Regions from separate parts of the Zea mays genome. Here region 2 is linked to region 1. The links are chromatin contacts, called in public Hi-C maps. All regions are on one chromosome and are shown on one strand. The core of a region is the stretch at or near the end of the contact, and the rest is flanking DNA. Distances in the headings are between cores, read along the strand shown. Region 1 has its middle 27 kb from the start of LOC103648466. Region 2 holds the start of LOC100280081.

Evidence for each region. A called contact is a pair of places that touch in the nucleus more often than the background predicts.
Region 2: a Hi-C map of root tip shows a contact between it and region 1, with 4 times the contacts expected there. The contact joins the promoter of LOC100280081 here to the enhancer-like site in region 1. A contact is called at or near these places in 4 of 25 Hi-C or Micro-C datasets (ear, leaf, root tip and 1 more).

The regions. Positions count from the first base shown.
Region 1 is chr2:21,559,805-21,565,483 of Zm-B73-REFERENCE-NAM-5.0, forward strand. No RefSeq gene overlaps it. Among protein-coding and RNA genes, the nearest start is that of LOC103648466, 27 kb to the left of the region's middle. Within about 2 kb of position 2,402, at least 6 of the 20 cell types and tissues checked have an H3K27ac peak or open chromatin away from gene starts, as enhancers often do. A contact at or near this core is called in root tip, where this site is marked.
Region 2 is chr2:21,635,438-21,641,207 of Zm-B73-REFERENCE-NAM-5.0, forward strand. LOC100280081 reads left to right here and starts at 1,581. Exons shown (of 7, transcript NM_001153019.2): 1 at 1,581-1,803; 2 at 1,900-2,086. The coding sequence starts at 1,732. LOC111590821 (a long non-coding RNA gene) reads right to left here and starts at 1,691. Exons shown (of 2, transcript XR_002749933.2): 1 at 1,558-1,691; 2 at 1-215.

The DNA.
Region 1 (5,679 bases), core at 1,152-3,651:
TTTAGATAGTGATTAAATCGGCTTCAGTTAGTTCGGGCTCGATTAGATTTATCCGCTCACTTTATTTTACTCTAACTTATGTCGTCGAGTTCTACTGGATTTGTTTGTAACAAAATCACGAGACTAGTTGATTATTCGAATTTGTATATTCACTTTACGATCGAACAGAACTTGGACTCATTATTTAGTGTGACGAAATAATTTCCGAACTTTACAAGATTCTTGATATCATCGAAATAGACAGAAATGAATGTGACTTAGGGTTTATTATACTCACCAATTTAATTGCTTGAGTTCGAAATTGTTATTTAGCACGTGACGAACACCTGGTGTGTTACATAAGCAGTGACATTGAAGGGTAAATACCTTCAAGTTTTATATTTATGTTGCTTTTTAAGGATTTTTAGAACAACAAAAGAGTTACTCAAAAAATTATACGGCTGTTCTCAAAACTCGATAGAGTTTGAATACCCCCGACCAACTCTCGTTTAAAGTTTTACTCTAGAGCCATAATAAACACACTCACAACTTCTATTCAGAGTTTCACACGAGATCTTCATCTACTAGTCCAAATCTGTTAGTAATTATTGGCAAAAGAATAAATTACACTTTTTCTATAATACGGTAATATAAAAGACTGAAATATATTGTTATAGATCACAATAAATACATTATATATTTTCCTGTAGAGAGACAGGAAAAGGCATGGCACGCTGTCCAGTCGCTCTGACCGTCGGGTGAATCGAGTGGAAATGGTCAGGCGACAGATATCGTGGAAAAGAATGGTCAAGCAAGGCCAAGGCCAAGGGCTACGGCACTCATCGTTAAGAAAGGGCAACCTCAAATATCCAGAGCTAGCTCGTCGCAGGCGGTGACAGTGGCCGAGGCGGCTGATCAAGGGAGTCGAACATGTCCGGCGGCAGGTCGTCGAAGAAGTAGTCGGGCCCCGCGTCAGGAAGCTCGGCCTTGGCGCCACCGTGCAGGTACTCCGTGCCGAAGAACGGGAGCATCATTGGAGCGGGTTGCGTCACCGGGAGCAGCTCCTGGTAGGCGAGATGATCCATAGTGCCGACGTTGTCGAACCCAGGAGCCATGTTCCAGCCAGCCGGTAGCCCTGGGAAGCCAAGCTCAGTGCACGGAGGCTGGTCGAACGGCAGCAGTGGTGGCAGTGCGGCAGCGTTTGATGACGAGCAGGCGTGTATGTCGGAGGCCAGCGGCAGTGCTCCGTCGGAACTGGCAAGCCCGGAGCCTGCCCAATCATACGGGGCTAGTGCAGCACTGATACTGTGCGCGTCCATGAATGGTGTTGCTGCGCCTGCGCTGCATGGGTGGACACCGGTGGAGCTGCCCTCCAATGGAACTTGATCCAGGCAGGGAACCTGACGACGCATCAGGGATCCATGTTAAATTTTTTTTGTCATCCCAGGGGACACCAAATTCAAGCTGCAAGTTATCCCTTCTCTGGAAATGGTTAGCGAACAACGAAGGAGAAGACTTGTAAAACAAGTAGCCAAGAAAGCGGAGCGGGCAATGTGTGTTGCAACCTGCGACGGCTTTACCACGGTGGCGGGTCGCGACTTCAGAGAGGAGGCAACAGGCGCCTTGGCGCTCCTGCTCCTGCTGGACTGGCGGCGGCGGATAGGCGTTCCCAGCAGCCTGGCGAGCCGCTTCTGGCGGGTGCTCCAGAAGTTCTTGACGTCGTTGTCCGTCCTGCCCGGCAAGTAGGTAGCGATCCTCGCCCACTTGTTCCCGAACTGCGCCTGCAGCTCCAGCACCACCCGCTCCTCCTCTGCAGAGAACTTGCAGCCGCTGTTGCAAGGCGATCACCATGGTGAATTTGTAATGAACCGTGCACACAATGCAGAACACAACAAACCAAGCGTCGGGACCAGTGCAGCAGCCTAAACCCAAGCGAAAAACGAAATTCTAATCTAACAACTAGAGTCGCATCAGTTACAACAATGCGAATGCAGTTAAGGATCCACAGTGCACTGAGAAGTGAACCAGAAGGGAGGGTTGGCGCGCACGTCTTGAGGTCTGGCCTGAGCTTGTTCACCCAGCGGAGGCGGCAGGACTTGCCGGTGCGCGGCAGCAATCCTTTGGATCGAATGAAGCTCCAGTCCCGGGGGCCGTGCACGCGCACGTGCTCCAGCAGCACACCGTCCTCCTCCGCTGTCCAGTGCCCCTTCCGCACCGCCTCGCACCCGCCCGCCGCGTCCCTCCTGCCGCTGCCTCCGCCCCGCCGGCGGGCGCCGCCAGGTGGTCGAGCCATTGTCTCGACGCTGTGCGATCTCGCAGGACAAGTGTTCCGGGAGAGCGATGCGTCGTCGTGCTCCTTATGCGGCCCGGGCAGGGGCGAGCGAGTGCCGCACGTGGCGCTGTGGGGAGTACGTCCGGTGGGGATCCGACGGACGGCTTTGATTTCCAGGGGGCGCTGCCAGAGATGGAGCGGGCGCACGAACGCGGACGGTAACCGCTAGTCCTCCCAACCCCCACGACCTTCGATTTCCGCGGGCCAAGATACTCCATGTCTATGCTCCGACAAGTGGTGCGGGAAAACATTTTTTAACCTTGCAAAAAAAAAACTAGGCGTTCTATTGCCGTCCGATCAAGAACTTACGAATTGCTACCCTTACAAGTTCCAACCGCCTATGTATCCGGTAAAAGTCGATTTCGTCTTGTTTGCATTTTTCACCGGAAAATAAATCAAACAAAGGATGCAAAGTAACTTCGGAGTACGTGCTATGTGGAAACAAGGTGAAAATACTATTGGGGAATTAAAATAAACTTTTGATACGTACAATACAGGTACATCAGTGATTTTATTACTCCTCTCCGTTCTCATGACGACACATGCTTATTCAGTCTCCAACAATCTTCATATGTGTATATAACCGTGTAAAATACCACTTTGCACTGTAAAATACATTATTTACAAAGTGTGATATAAAAATAAGAGATAATAGTGAGTAAGTTGTTGAGATAACTTAAGAGAGGCTTTGATAAGATTTTCCCCTCCAAGAGCTCTCTAAGAGCATCTCCAAAAGCTCCTCAGAAGTCTCCCCTAAATCTATTTTTTCGGGAAAAACACAAAAACATGTCTCCAACAGTTCCCCTAAAGCGCTCCCAACTTTTTCATAGCCCTTAAAACTTCCTCATTTGTAGCTACAAATGAGGGGTTTTTTGGGCTCCCCAGAAACAAACTGTCGCTTTAAGGGATCTGTTGGAGAAAGGATTAAAATCTACCCCAACTTATTATTTAGATGTCCCTTAAAACTGATTTTGAGGAGTCGTTTTATGGAGAGCTCTTGGAGATGCTCTAAGATCTCCCATACGAGGGGAGAGAGGAAACTCCTCTTATGTAGGTGAGCATTATTCTCTTCCAATATTTTTTTTTGACTACATCAATTTCTTTATGATATTAATCTTGTTTAAGTTTCACCTGATAATAATAATATGTAGTACGTTAGTATAAATTTTGTATAGGGGATTTATATAGAGAGTGGTTAGAGATGTCCTATATATAGGAGAGCATATTTTAAGGTAATATAGTAAAATACTCCCTCTGTTCGTTTATATACACAAGATAAAAGTGTCTTCTTTATATGACGCCAGTTCACAAATTTTCACTGGTCTTCCATCTCTGCCCCTCTCCTCTCAACTCCAGTGCTTTGCTTCTGACTCACTCGCATGCGTCACCGTGGGTCCGAGGCTGAGCAATATTGTTAAATCAATGTTTCCTTAATTCTTACAAACTTGTCGGAAACGTCATATAAAAACAAATCGGAGAGAGTATAATAGAAAGTATAGATTGAGAGGGATATATGTGGGGAATGGTTGAAATCGGTCTTAGCTCAAAAACATGAACAGGGAAAGCCTCGTAGGCTCACAGTTGCACCGTGCTGGTTGGACGTTTCCAACCATATTGTCTATAGTTTTTCTCTATATTATTTCTTTACAAACTTCTATAAAAGATTTCCTCCTTTGTATATTATTTTCCCCAACAATGTCTTTTATACCTTGTTCTATATGCACTAAATACATAAATTATAGACATGTTTTGCTCTAGATTTTTGTACATATGTATTTGTTATGCCCTCAAAAATATTTTTAAATTTTACTTAATCTGTCATCTGAAGTATAAAAAGGATAGAGCAGAGAGAGACTCTATATAGAGGATGGACTAGCGTCCTCTATACTTAGATGATGTTTTAGAGGGCATCATTAGAGCATATAGAGGAGTAAATCTTCTTTAGATATAGGGTGGGATGATTTGAAGGTCTCCGCTGAAGTTAGTCTTAATCACTACCTCCCGTTTAGTGGTGAAAACGGTCAGAAACAATCGGTAAACACTAAACCCATTATCGTTTTCATATTTTTCCTCGGAAACGAGATCGAAACGGTATCTCCAGAAACGAAAATGACATCGGTTATTCGAAAACATCGAAAATGAAAGTTCGGTACGAAAATTACACCGGTTACAATTGGAATCTAAAATATGATCGATAAAAAATGTAACATGTACCCTCAATTGACTTCAAAAATTCATGCAAGTCATAGATTCATATAAAATTAGTATAAAAATATATAAGGTAGGAGGTCTGTGATACCCAATTTGCAATTTGTTAGAAATAATATAAATGGAAAAACAATTTCTCTTTATGTGAGTTTGACCTTTATGTACCATCACATGTGAACACCATATTTAAAGAAAAACAAATAACTATTAAGATATATGCTACCAAAATATGCATCATGCTGGGTTTTCATGTTGTGTGCATTTTGTGACAACATAAAAAAAATAAAGTGACAAGAAATATATTAAAAAGCCCAAAAGTGGAATTTAAGTTCTAAAGGAAATTTATAATTTGAGATTTCAGAAAAGAGAAGAAATACTACACAAATAAGATAAAATAAATATATAAAATAACTAGATTTGGTTATTTAAATTTAACCTAAGTATGAACTCCACAAATATAAACTCAAATTTTGAATTTGAAAAAGGAAAGAGAAAGAGAAAAGGAAAATAGAAAAGAACAAAAAAAAGAGAACAAACCTGCATCTGGGCCAAAACAACCTTCTCGAGGCCCATTTCACTTCCTTCCCCGTGTGGCCCACCTCCCGCTTTTCTCCGCGCGCGGCCCAGCTGTTCACCTGCGCGCTCGCACGCGGGCTCGAGGTGGCAGCCACCGTGTTTGGGGCGTCTGCGTGCTTCCTGGGGTTGGTCGCTGGCGTGTGGGGCCTCGCGGTCAGATCCGCCCTCTTCCCCGGCCGTCACAGTCAAAGCCGTGTCCGTCGGGATCGCTCCACGCCGATGCATCTGCCAAGACCAAGTCCGCGTCCCGAGATTGTCGCTCGACCGGTATGCCTCATACCTAGGTATAAAGCTCGGGTCGTCTCCCTATCTCCCTCGAATCGCACCGCGCCCGGGCCACCATTGTCGGGCAGCCGGGAAGAAGCGCCGCCGTGGGCAATCCATACCTTCGCTATCGCGCAGGCCCTTTCCCTCGGTTCTCGACGCACGACCCTTCTCGACCTCCTCCACGCGCTCCAGCTGCCGCGGAACCGCTCTGCGATGTGAACCGCTGCGTTCCCTCGCCGACCCACTGTGCTCCCTCGTCGACCCGCGACGCGCTTCAATTCTCCATCCTTGATACACCTGGTACAGGCCTGTGTGTT
Region 2 (5,770 bases), core at 331-2,830, 75 kb after region 1:
TTGGTTGGTTCACTCAAAACATACTTGGGCAGTTCATACTTAGCACCTGGAATGTTAAAAGAATGCTTCCCTGTGCTTCCCTCCGATGCCGCCTCCCTCCAGATCCACCGCTTCCCTGCCCCTGCTCGTCGATTCGGCTCTACTATCCACCACGCCGTCCCTGTGTCAGTCTAGGTTTACCCCTCCTGCTCCTGTGTCAGTCTCAGTTCCTAGCTCTGCATCTCAAGGTAGCAACATTTTCAAGACCAGGATTGACAACGTTGATGCAGGTAATGTGAAAATATAGAGTAATGTACCAAAGTAGATCGTAAGTACCTTTATTAGTTCCTAATTCATATCTACTTAGTGTTGGGTTGACTGGTTTTTGTTTCCTGATTCTGTGTATCAATTGCTCCAGTTATTGATGATGTCTGGAACCATATATCCCTAATACTTTAATGACACTCAGCCTCTAGATACCACTAACCTTATATCATTTGGATTGATTGTCAGCTTCTGCACACTTACATTGTGGTATATGTTCAGCCTGCAGATATCTATCTGATTGATGAACCAAGTGCTTATCTTGATTTGGAGCAGCGTATTGTGGCCTCAAAGGTTATCAAGAGATTTGGTATATGCCCATTCAGCAGTCAGTCACGCACAAAGCCAGAATCTCTGGAGCATTTAAATCAATGCATAAGAACTTTCACCAAACACGTTGATTTAAATGCTCAAGTGTTCCTTGACTTGTGAATTTTGATGTTGACCTTAAAAACTTAATGTCAAAATTTGGATATTAGTCAACTGAAATGCTTTGGTGCCAATGCCTCTCTTCTAAATATGTGTGTTTTTTGCATAATATTTATGTATTAATCATCTCATTGTTTTCTACTGCATCTGCAGGACCAAGCCTGTCTTTATATAAAAGTTCTTATGCAGATTTCTTTGGATCTTCGTGTGCAAATTATCCTTTTTTACTATTTTATATTACTTTTACTTGTACAACCGAAACTTTTTCGGTACCAAAACTGCATTGTTGATTAGGTGGCTGCTACAACACTCATTGACCTTTGTCAACCAATTGGACCAGAAAACACTTCTATATATGTTTTGCCACAACTAAAGGAGCTTTTTGCTGAACTAGCATTTTCTCATGATTCATCTGGTCTTAACCATTCTAAAAAAGATTTAAAAGTTCCGATGAAAATAAAAACAAGCCAATTAAAGTGGAACCCAGATTCAAGTTCTGAATTTATGGAGAACAATGTAAATTTTATGCACACGTTTATTTGGACAATCTTGGAACCGCAAAAGATTAACATCATTTTATTTTTTTGCTGTTATTGATTTCATCATTGAAATAGAAATCGTGTCAGTGTTGCAGTCGTGACATAAGTGGCGGCGATGAAACTTTTAACAGACAAAAAACATTTAGCAGTCACATGTGGCTATAAAAAATGGACTTTGAACAAAATTATTTTAGATTATTTTAAAAGTATCCGTCCTTAGGCTTGGCAGGGCGCCGCGAAGCGCGCAACTTTTTCTAGTGAGATAAAAGATTGAAGATAGAGATACCTGAAGTATACAACAGCCAGCCCAATAATGACATATGGGACACGTCACTATCGAAGAGCTTGTAGTTGTAGGAGCAGATCGCGGTAAGCTTACCACCTAGGCACCGGCGGACCCGCCAGTCCGCCCCTGCATCCAGTGATCCAGTCAATCGCGGACGCCCGCTTGGCCGCTTCCATGGGTTCCATGAGGCGGAGTTCCGTGCGGCTTCTCATAGGGTTCCTGCTAATTCGGCTCAATTGGTGCTCGGTAAGCGTCAGATTTGATTTGGTCTCTGGAGTTTGTATTAGTTTGTTACATCATTGATGATGGATTTGGATTGTTGGGTTTTTTGGGTGTAATCAGGCGGTGGGCGACAAGGGCGCGGAGAAAGTAGGCGTGGCTTTCCCGGTGGTGGTGAGCACCTGGCCGTTCCGTGAGGCGGTCAGAGCGGCGTGGAAGGTGGTTTCGACCGGTGAAGGATGGGGTTCGGCCGTCGATGCTGTCGTCGCTGGCTGCTCCGCCTGCGAGGACCTCCGCTGCGATGGTACAGGTCAGTACCTGCTGGCCTGTTCCCTTGCACGTGTCGTCCTTCATATGTCAAGAGCAAGGCCGAACTTGGGTGGCAATTGCCATGCTGCCCTCTGAAGCACATTGTTGATGCAGCAGCATTATCACATTGATTGGAAACATGATGCAACATCAGGGACTACAATAGAAATGGGTTGTTAAGTTTTATGGTTTGGATCTGGATTACCTGTTGACTGTTGTATGCCAATATTGTTGCTTTCATCTGTAGTCCTGCACCAGTAAAGTACAGTGTCAGTATCAATTGCAAATGTTGTTCAATGCCTTGTGCCAGACGTGCCACGTTAGAGGCTTAGAGCTCTTTTTCCCCAGTGTGCCATCATAAGAGCTGATCAATATTCAAAATTTGTATAGGTGTATAACAGATTGGATTTGGATTTCTCTACAGATTACGTGTGCTTCTGGTATGCTGCTGTTCTCTGCCACGCACCGATCGGAGGTTGTACGTGTGGAGGATCGGTGGGCGCGGTTTGAAGGCTGAACGGCGGCGAGGAGCCAGCGATCGTGAGAGAAGGAAAACAAGGTGGCGGCTAGGGTTGGACTCCCGGCTCTCTACAGGAAGCCGGAAACAATGTGTTTCTGCTTGATCTATAGAGTGGTGCTTACAATTATTTATACTCCCTTCTAGTCCTTATCTAATGAGATAGATCTCCTCTTTTCTCTCTAACAAATCTTATCTTCTAATCCCTATCTTCTCTCTAACAAATCTTATCTTCTAATCCCTATCTTCTCTCTAACAAATCTTATCTTCTAATCCTTATCTGCATGCTTATCTTCTAATCCTTATTTGCATGCTTATGCTGTTGCCCGGCGCCTATAGTGGCGGCCGGTCATAACATCTCTCCCTGCCTGCGCAAACAGCTCGTCCTCGAGCTGCACATCCGGGTAGAGAGTCTTGAAGTCGTCCAGGGGCTCCCAGGTGGCGTCGTCCTCCGGAAGGCCTTGCCACTTGACGAGGATGTGCCACGCGCCGCGACGGAGCTGTGCGCGCAGGACCTGCGCAGGGGCTGGCAGCAGTCGCCCGTCCTGAACCGGTGGCAGCACGGCTGGTGTTGATGGTGGCGAGCCGGCAGAGTTGTACGACTTTAACAACCCCACATGGAAGACGTCATGCAGGCACGCGTCCGCGGGGAGTCGGAGACGATAAGCCACCTGCCCGATGCGCTCGACGATCTGGAACGGCCCCGCGTAGCGTGGGCGCAGCTTGCCCTTGGACGGCGAGACGAGCGCATGGGTGGGTCGGTGGAGAAGTCGGAGCAGCACCCATGCGCCCTTGTCGAACTCCACCTCGCGATGGTGCTCATCGTAGTGGCGCTTGGCGTACTGCTGGGCCTGAAGAAGACGCTCGCGAACCTCCTCCAGGAACGCGTCGCGGTCCCGCAGCATGGCGTCCACCGCTTCTGTCTGGGCCGCCCCGGCGTGGTGTGGCATGAGGGGTGGTGGGGGTCGGCCGTACACAACCTCGAATGGCGACGCTCGGAGTGCCGTGTGGTACGAGGTATTGTAGCAGTACTCCGCCCAGGAGAGCCAGTCGACCCACGAGCGAGGCCGATCACCTGTCGCACAGCGCAAATACATCGCAATGACCTTGTTGACGACCTCGGACTGGCCGTCCATCTGGGGATGAAAGGTCGTACCGAGCCGCTGCTTGACACCTGCACATTTAAAGAGATCGCGCCAGAGATTGCTGGTGAAGACTGGGTCGCGATCGCTGACGATGGAGCTGGGGAAACCGTGTAGGTGCACGATCCCGTCGAAGAAGGCACGGGCGACGGAGGCGGCGGTGTAGGGGTGGCTGAGCGCGATGAAGTGGGTGTACTTCGAGAAGCGGTCCACCACCGTCAGGACGACGGACTTGCCGTGCACTTTCGGCAGCCCCTCGATGAAGTCCATGGAGATATCTGCCCACACCTGTGACGGAACGTCCAAGGGCTGAAGTAGGCCGGCCGGCTGTGTGGTCGGTGTCTTGTTCCGCTGGCACACGTCACAGGAGCGGACGAAGTCGAGCACCAGCTGGCGGTCGCCGGGGATGTAGAAGTCCGCGCGGAGGCGCACAAGGGTTTTCTGGACCCCCTCGTGTCCTGCCGAGTGAGCCAGGGTCACCACCTGGTGGCGCAAGTCGTCGGTGGCAGGCACGTAGATGCGCTTGCCGTGGAGGAGGAAGCCGTCGTCGGCTGCCCACGGCGCGCCCAGAGATGCAGCCTGCAGCTGCTGCAGCAGGTCGCGCGTGACCGGGTCGGCCGCGGTGGCACGACGAATGTCGGCGTAGAGGTCGAAGGAGGGCCCAGAGAGGGCACAGAGCGCCGCAGTCTCCTCGTCGCGGCGAGACAGCGCGTCGGCCGCCGAGTTGAGCCGCCCGGGGCGGTACTCGACGGTGAAGTCGAACCCGAACAGCTTGCTGAGCCACTGGTGTTGAGGCACGGTGGACAGCTGTTGGTCCAGGAGGAACTTCAGGCTGTAGTGGTCGGTGCGGACGAGGAACCGGCGCCCCCACAAGTACGGGCGCCAGTGCCGGACGGCTTGCACCAGCCCGATGAGCTCGCGCTCGTAGGCCGCCAGCTTGACATGGCGAGCGGCGAAGGGTCGACTGAAGAAGGCCAGGGGTCCGCCCCCCTGGTGTAGAACGACGCCAAAGCCGGTGCCGGACGCGTCGCAGTCGACCACGAACTGGCGCGCGAAGTCGGGCATCTATGGAACCGGCGCCGACGAGAGCGCCCGCTTCAGGGCAACGAAAGCCTCGTCCGCCTCCGCCGTCTAGACGAATGCCTCCTTCCGCAGGAGACGTGTGAGTGGCGCCGCGATGGAGCCGAAGTCGCGGATGAACTTCCTGTAGTAGCCGGCGAGGCCCAGGAAGCCACGCACCCCGTGTGTAGAGCATGGTAGCGGCCACGAGGCGACCGCGGCCACTTTGTCGCTGTCCATGGCGACGCCGTCGGCGGAGATGACGTGGCCGAGGTAGGCGACGGAGGGGGTCCCGAAGGAGCACTTCGATCTCTTCAGAAAGAGGCCGTGGGCTCGTAGGGCGGTGAAGTCGAGGCCGACATGCTGCAGGTGCTCAGATCACGACGTGCTGTAGATCAGAATGTCATCAAAGAAAACCAGCACAAACCTACGGAGGAAGGGGTGGAGCACGTCATTCATCAACGCCTGAAATGTCGCAGGGGCGTTGGAGAGCCCAAACGGCATCACCAGGAACTCGAAATGGCCATGGTGGGTGCGGAACACCGTCTTCTCAATGTCGGCCGGGTGCATGCGCACCTGATGGTACCCCGAGCGGAGGTCGAGCTTGGTGAAGTACTTGGCCCCGTGGAGCTCGTCGAGGAGCTCGTCAACCACCGGGATCGGGAACTTGTCCTTGGACGTACGGTCGTTGAGCGGGCGGTAGCCGATGCAGAAGCGCCACGACCCATCTGCCTTCTTGACGAGGAGCACAGGTGCCGAGAACGGAGAAGTACTGGGGCGGATGATGCCCTGCTCCAGCATGGCGGCGCACTGCCGCTCGAGCTCGTCCTTCTGCAACTGAGGGTACCGGTACGGCCGCACTGCCACCGGCGCGGTCTCGGGCAGCAGGTGTATGCGGTGGTCGTAGGGGCGGGCTGGTGGAAGACCGCGTGGTGTGTCGAAGACGGCTTCGTGCTGACATAGGAGC